2 separate regions of the Xenopus laevis genome follow, and region 1 is linked to region 2. Evidence: chromatin contacts called from public Hi-C data. All regions are on one chromosome and are shown on one strand. The core of a region is the stretch at or near the end of the contact, and the rest is flanking DNA. Distances in the headings are between cores, read along the strand shown.

What was found. Hi-C and Micro-C count contacts between places; a contact is called where the count stands out from the background.
Region 1: a Hi-C map of the XTC cell line shows a contact between it and region 2, with 1.8 times the contacts expected there. The contact joins two enhancer-like sites. A contact is called at or near these places in 2 of 4 Hi-C or Micro-C datasets (the XL177 cell line and the XTC cell line).

Annotation. Positions count from the first base shown.
Region 1 is chr4L:58,994,503-58,997,985 of Xenopus_laevis_v10.1, forward strand. All of the region lies in intron 2 of gse1.L (genetic suppressor element 1), which reads right to left. Among protein-coding and RNA genes, the nearest start is that of gins2.L, 90 kb to the left of the region's middle. Within about 2 kb of position 1,414, at least 1 of the 7 cell types and tissues checked has an H3K27ac peak or open chromatin away from gene starts, as enhancers often do.
Region 2 is chr4L:58,954,087-58,957,817 of Xenopus_laevis_v10.1, forward strand. The region is part of intron 2 of gse1.L (genetic suppressor element 1); the gene reads right to left. Among protein-coding and RNA genes, the nearest start is that of gins2.L, 50 kb to the left of the region's middle. Within about 2 kb of position 1,570, at least 4 of the 7 cell types and tissues checked have an H3K27ac peak or open chromatin away from gene starts, as enhancers often do.

The DNA of each region.
Region 1 (3,483 bases), core at 164-2,663, 40 kb after region 2:
TTAAGCTGCAAGTCACAGTTTCCCCAAGAGATCTGCTTATCTTAAATTGTTACAATTGCTTCTTTGCCTATCTTAAATTGTTACAAATCTAAGTGGACTTGGCACATATTCTGGACTTTCTGCCAAAAGCCAATTAAGTTAGAAACTTTGTATCTTTTTTTGGCTGTTCGGTGCAAGAGATCAAAGAGACTGGACATTTCAGTAACAATCCAGGACTGGGGGTTTGAGCTGTCACATCGAGACTGTCCCACGAAAAATAGGACAGTTGGGAAGTTGCGTTGCCCTTGTTGTTAATTTAGTATTTAGGCTCTTCTCTGACACACAGCTGATCAAAACAAATGTAAGTCAGCCATATTTGAATTAGGAAGTCCCCCCTGCATTGCTTTCATCAAAGCACTAACGTTGCACTGGCAAAACAGAAACATTGTGATTTGCAGCACAGAAAATCATTTGTAAACATTCACAGGGATGTCACCTTTACTCCTAACAGCATCTCTGAGAATCCCACAGGAATATGGGGCATGATAATGCAACAAGGCCCATGTGGGAGGCTATTACAGTTTCCCAGCTAGGCTGAGATCCTTCAAATAACACATCACAGGAACCACAAACAGTCTCTCTCCACTCCTTCTATAGCACCGATCTGGCTGCCTAAATGACACAAAATGATAGTGAATGAAGTGCAATCTGAGCAGCAGGCTACCCATTCTGACTATTGAAAGGGGGAAATCAGACCTCGGGGAGTCGGTGTAGAATAAAAGGCTCACAGAAAAAAAAAACAGAGCACTTTGAAACACAGCACATCACAGCCTCTCATTACTGTCTCCCTTTGCTCTTTTTGGGCCTTTCAAGACAGAGACTCACTCCTTTGAAAACGACCACAGGTAGCTGTAAAAAGCAATCCCATGTGCCCTGTATGGGAGGTGTCGCTCTAAAGGCTGCAGTGCAATTTCAATCTCTGGCCAGTTGAGAGCTTGTATGCTGTATGGTCCCACGCAGCTGAATATGTACAGCCATTAAATAATAATGATAATCACACAGCTGATGGCAAAATGGGGTATCAGCGCCTGACAGAGATGGGAAATTCAAGAGATGTTTCTTTCTGTTAACCCATTTGCTTGCAGTTGATTCTGACTTTAGAAAGCCAGTAGCCCTCCTGAGCCTAAAAGCCAAATGATCACCTCTCTTCCAAGCAGTATATACATCACATACTCTAAAATATAGAGCATTTGTTTTAAGTGAAAAGTGAGAAACATATTGGGATGATGCCACAGTCAACATTTAATCTTTAATATTGTATTTACGTCAGAAAAAAACACCAGTTAAAAGCACAACTTACACAGCTTTCAGGATGTTATGGGAGGGATATGGTGCAGGCTAAAGTAATGCTGGAGATGCACACCTTCCATACAAGCAGCACATGAGTGTGTAAGAAACTAAATTTAATTTTATTTGCCCGGACAGACAGGCTACTAAGTCTATGCCCCAGAAGTCTCCTGTGAAATTAGGGAAGGTTTAGTCCTAATATGAGTAGTTACATAAACACTGCATATAGGACAAGGACCTCTCACAATTTCTTTGAGTCTCTCCTTCCTTTTATTAACCAAATGGTGCAAAATGCCTTTTTAGTTAGAACCTTTGGATCTGTCATTGCCAAGCAGCAGAACACTTAAATCACTACATAAAATTAATACATACCAACTTTCTTAAGTGCTAGCTGGCCTTCTGGAGGTGGAAGAGTCAACAAACAGGTTTTGGAAACACTTTGATGTGGTCCTCTGCTCTGCCCTTCCCCCGATCCAATTGTAGATCTGGCCTCCAAACGTTCAGACCAATTTGGTCTACCATGCAGATGACTAAAGATGGCCATACACAGGGAGATCCATCGCCAAACGAGCGGATCTCTCCCAGATATGCCCACAATGAAGTTGACAATATCAGGTTGATCAGATTGTGGGCCCTAGGGCCCAATATTCAGATCAGAATGGAGGCCGACGGGATTTTTTACCCTGCCTGATCGGCATCTGGCTCACACAGGGGCAAATAAGCTGCCGACTCAGTCTGTCAGCAGCTTTTATCGGCCCGAGTATGGAGGCTTTTTATCCAGCAAAGATCTAATCTTTTATTGGCCTTTCCAAATGAGCAGATCTATTAGGTCTTTTGGTATTTAATCAACCTACTCTACTTTACAGTTGAGACACGTCTAGTTTATGGAAACAAGGGTCTGCTCACCTGGCTGCTCCACACCAAGGTGTCAGTTTTCGATCATGCATGGGGCCCAAATGTTAATCTGTCCAACCAATATATGCTATGGACTGGCCAGATATCTATTGGCCAGGTTTGAGAAAGGCTTGCACAAAGTGGTCTGCAGTGGTCCTTATTGCATTAAGCCCAATTTAGCACACCATCTGGGTGGGTAGCTTAACTGTGGCTAAACTGTTTGGGTCACCTAAAGGAACACCCTGAAGAACACCTTTTCATTACTTGTATAATCAGGTAAAAGACAGCATCCACATATGCAGAAAAATGCAATAATTTTTGAATGAATTAACTTTTTTTTAGAACAAGGAGATACATCACCGTTTAATAACGTCATTTCATCTAAGCAGCATGAGTCTAGAACTGTATGTTCACAAGCTAGGGGGTTGATAATTTAACTCCATTGGTATCATCATGAGGCACAAAGCACAGGGCTAAATCGAAATCTCAGACCTGCACACGTGGGCTCTCCAGATTACTAGGACAGCTAATTATTGGATGCTGGGAGAAGGAATGAGTAAAAGATTTTGCTGCAAAAAAAAGTGCATATAGATTCTAGATTTATAGTGACAAAAATGTTGCACTGTTTGTAAACTGTTGTATGAAAAACGCCCATTGACATCAATGTGTTGGCCATTTCGCAAATTTCAGCGAAACTGGTCATCACTAGCTGGGAACTGTAGTTCTAAATATCTGAAGTGCATAAGCGTTCCTATCCTTGATGTAAATAATGCCTTGGCAGGAAAAATTGCTGAAAATGGAGCTGTATTAGGAACAATGGCAGTGAACCTGTTTTGCTGTCTGGCTGGCTCACACTGGGTTTTTGAGTGATCATCTCAAGCATCACTCAGCAAACACCTACTCATGTGTGACATGCATCTCAGCAGGGAGTGGGGACCTGTACGGCCTTGGAAAGGAGTAATTGGAGCGGCTGAAAGGGAAAAGTATAACGTCTCTGAACTGGAAGACTGGTGCTTCAAACTGTCAGACAATTTACTGCAACTATTTTCTTCTTTATTTTATTCCCGGTAGGAAGGCTTTATAGGCTACTCATGTGGCACATGCTGAGCAAAAATGTAACGCAGACCCAACTGTGTACAAAATGATGGTGGGTAGGTGTCAGTATGTCACAAATTATTAGCAAAACATCCAGAAAATAAGAACATATGCAGAGTTGATACGTGATAATTCTGCCTCTGGAATGAGGGTTACAAGCTCAGGCTC
Region 2 (3,731 bases), core at 320-2,819:
AGAAAAGATACTGGATACACAGATTCATGCAACATACACAAACTTGTATCTGAAGGTTTAATATGTCTCCAGGAATGCATTATAGCTGTGCCCTGAAAGTGTGCAGAACAATGAAATACCCCCAGTATGTACAGTATGCATGCACCTTTCCTGAGCAAAAACAATGTTTCTATACCTTTCAGACATAACTTGGGCTGTGTGTTTCCCAGAAGCCACTAGTTGAAGATGGCACACACAGAGATTCCATGGTAAGTCTATAAGAGATTAATTGCTTGCATTGCACTGATTTAGGGTCAGTCCACACGAGCAGATTCGGGGAGATTAGTCGCCCCAGCTGCCTTCCCCCTGCCCTCCGCCGGCTAAAATGAAATTCGCCTGCGGCCATTCACATGCGGCACTTTTTTTTCCAAAGTTGCTTTACAAGGAAACTTCGGAAAATGAAGCGCTGCATGTGAATTGCCGCAGGCAAGTTTTGGGGAGATTGTCGCCCCCGACCCAGCTCGTGTGGACTTACCCTTTGGAGTAGTCGCACCCACACAGCAGTCACCCTTTCTTCTTTGTTTTAACAAAGGGGTTTTCTGCGGATAAGGGGTTAAAAGCAAGCTCCCCATGTCTTACAACATCACTAGGGACATCTGCGCAGATCAATACCTGTCAGAGGGATAAGGGCAAGCAAAGGGTGAGAGAGACTCTGGAGAACAGAGGTGCTGATTAGCCCAGAGACAGCAGCACATACTACAGAGGCTGGGGGGGGGGGTGGAAGGATGTTGCAAACCTATTAACACATTCACAGCCAGACCCCTAAAACATATTTGTTTGCATTCAACACCTCTTGTACCGGATGAACTATTAAACCAAACACATTTCTGTACTGATACATTTTGTGTACACTGTAACAGAATTTTATGAAGGATATCCTGGTTCTATGTCCTGTATCAATTCCTTGTGAAATGACATTATGTCTGGGCCTCACGCGTTACCAGCTTGATTGTAAGCTTGGGGCAGAGCAGGATATATATATATATATATATATATATATATATATATATATATATATATATATATATATATATATATATATATCTATATATATATATATATATATATATATATAGATATATATATATATAGATATATATATATATATATATATAGATATATATATATATATATAGATATATATATATATAGATATATATATATAGATATATATATATATATATATATATATATATATATATATAGATATATAGCAGGACTATAATGCATAATCGTAGAGTACATAAAAAATTCAGCAGTTTGAATCAGTAAGTGAAGAGAGACTGACTAATGAATGTGGCTGTGGGAGATCAGGGTTAGCTGCCTTTAGGGCATGCAACGGGAAACAGAGGAGCTTGGAGAGGTGGAGCAGTAGCTGTTTATCTCTGGAGGGGAGGGGGGCTGATGAACCCCTCTCTGTCACACACATTCCAATTAACTTCTCCACAATAGGATCAGGAGAACAGACACAGCAGGTCTGTGGCATCTGAGATGTGCCCTGCAGGCAGGACAGAGGGAGGGAGAACAATTGATTATTTCAGGTCAGTAGTGTATATTTTCTAGCTACACAGATGAACACAGCTTCTGATACATCTATACAGTGCAAGGGTTGTCCTAGCTCCCTGCCCTCAATTACCTGGACAATGAAAGCTCAGGATCACGCTTAGTGTGTAAGCCACCAATCAAGGCTGCTGAGAACCATAGCCTGGAGCCATTACTGCATTCACGTCAGCCATAAATCTGCATTTTACAGGCATTTTACAGTTTCCCTGCTTGAAGCTGAAATAAGTTCAGACATAATCCACTTTTCATACTTCCAGAGAGTCCTAATGAAGCACTGGAAGAGTCATGTGGAAGAATGCTAGTGAATAAGAGGTTAACTAGTTAATAGGTGGCCATGGAATAGGAAGATACCAACATGAGAGGAGTTGCTGTTAACTCTCTGCTCTTAGGGCTAGTCCACACGGGGAGATAGCCCTGCGTTTGCGGTCGCGGCGACAAAGCGCCGCGCCAGTCGCCGCGACCGGCGCAGGCGACAGTTTTGTATGGGCGCCTATGTAAAAACGCCTGTGCTAACCACACGAGGCGATGCGCTTTTCAACAGTCGCCTGAAAAAGCCTGGCGAGGCATTTTCAGGCGACTGTTGAAAAGCGCATCGCCTCGTGTGGTTAGCACAGGCGTTTTTACATAGGCGCCCATACAAAACTGTCGCCTGCGCCGGTCGCGGCGACTGGCGCGGCGCTTTGTCGCCGCGACCGCAAACGCAAGGCTATCTCCCCGTGTGGAATAGCCCTTACCTGCTGGTTTGGACCACGGGCCGATTGCACGAATAGCCAAATGTTGAACCTGTATATATTATAACTGACTGACTGTGCCATGGGCCAAATAATCAACCCCAGGATGTCTAACATGGTTTAGCAGTTTAGAGTGAGTAAGAAAGCTTAGCAAACTAAAGGAAACAACTCAAGAGTATTACATAAAAATCTAATAGAACATAACAGTGGGAATCAGTGTGGCAGAACAATCTTTCACCAACAGAAGGTGATATTCTACTGATATATATACATAAAACATGTTAAACTAGTTAGTGTTCTGCACACACAACAAACTGGAATGCTAAAATATGTGACTCTGAAGAGCAGCCAATGGCAAAGCCAGCATGGAACCTTCACAACATTACAGTGAGTGCCAAGAGGCATCTCTTCCTAAAGGTGCAATAATCACTGGATCAGACCTAGGTTGTGTATAAATCTTCCACATCAAGCTCAAGTGAACAACTTGTGCTCAAGAAGGGGTAAAACCATGTGGTGTTTCTGTGAGAACCCCTTTATCTGGCACTCCCAAGGCAATCTTGACTTAGCAAATGAAATGGCAACTGACCCTGACATTATTTGAATATGCAAATCTTTTGATCTGGAGTCAGATGTGCTACTGTTGAGCCACGGGATAAACCATGTGGTATCAAGGAGCTGTACGAGTACCTCCAACAATCTTACCTGATGTTCAGCATCTTGAAAAGTCAGAAGCACTAAGCAGTCACTGTGATATACATTTATGCCAGCCCTATAATATCTGGTGCTAAAAAGCTCATCTGATAAGCAATAAAGTACAGTAAGGTGCAATACTGTTGAAAAAAAAAATTGCCAGTTCCAATATATAACACATAATTCCAACTGCCAATGAAATGGGTTTTGTGCCTCAAAGGTTTGTGTTCCATATACAAAATCACAAGCACAGCTGTTTACTTGCAGCCTATCAGAATCAGCCTTCCCATGATGTCAGCAGCAACATCGTGCAGGCTTCTGGCCTATCAGAAACAGCCTTCCCATGATGTCAACAGCATCATGCAGGCTTGCGGCCTATCAGAAACAGCCTTCCCATGATGTCAGCAACAGCATTATCCAATTATCTCGGGACACTGGGAAATAAAGCTAGCTTTTCAGTCCAGTAAGCTGCACTTTATAATGTCACAAAGCCTCAAGGTAAAAGTACCTCACACACAAGGAAGAGCTGCCATATTTGTTTACTCTCATCTTCAGCAGACATAAGCTTTCGCTCTTGCAGTTGGTGTTTATGGAAGGCTCTTCAATGGAAGCATCCAGCCACAAAACAAATACAAGTTTGCTTGCTCAGAACTACTTAAAATTAATTTTGGGAAAATATATTAGAAATAAACCCTAATTACATAGAGG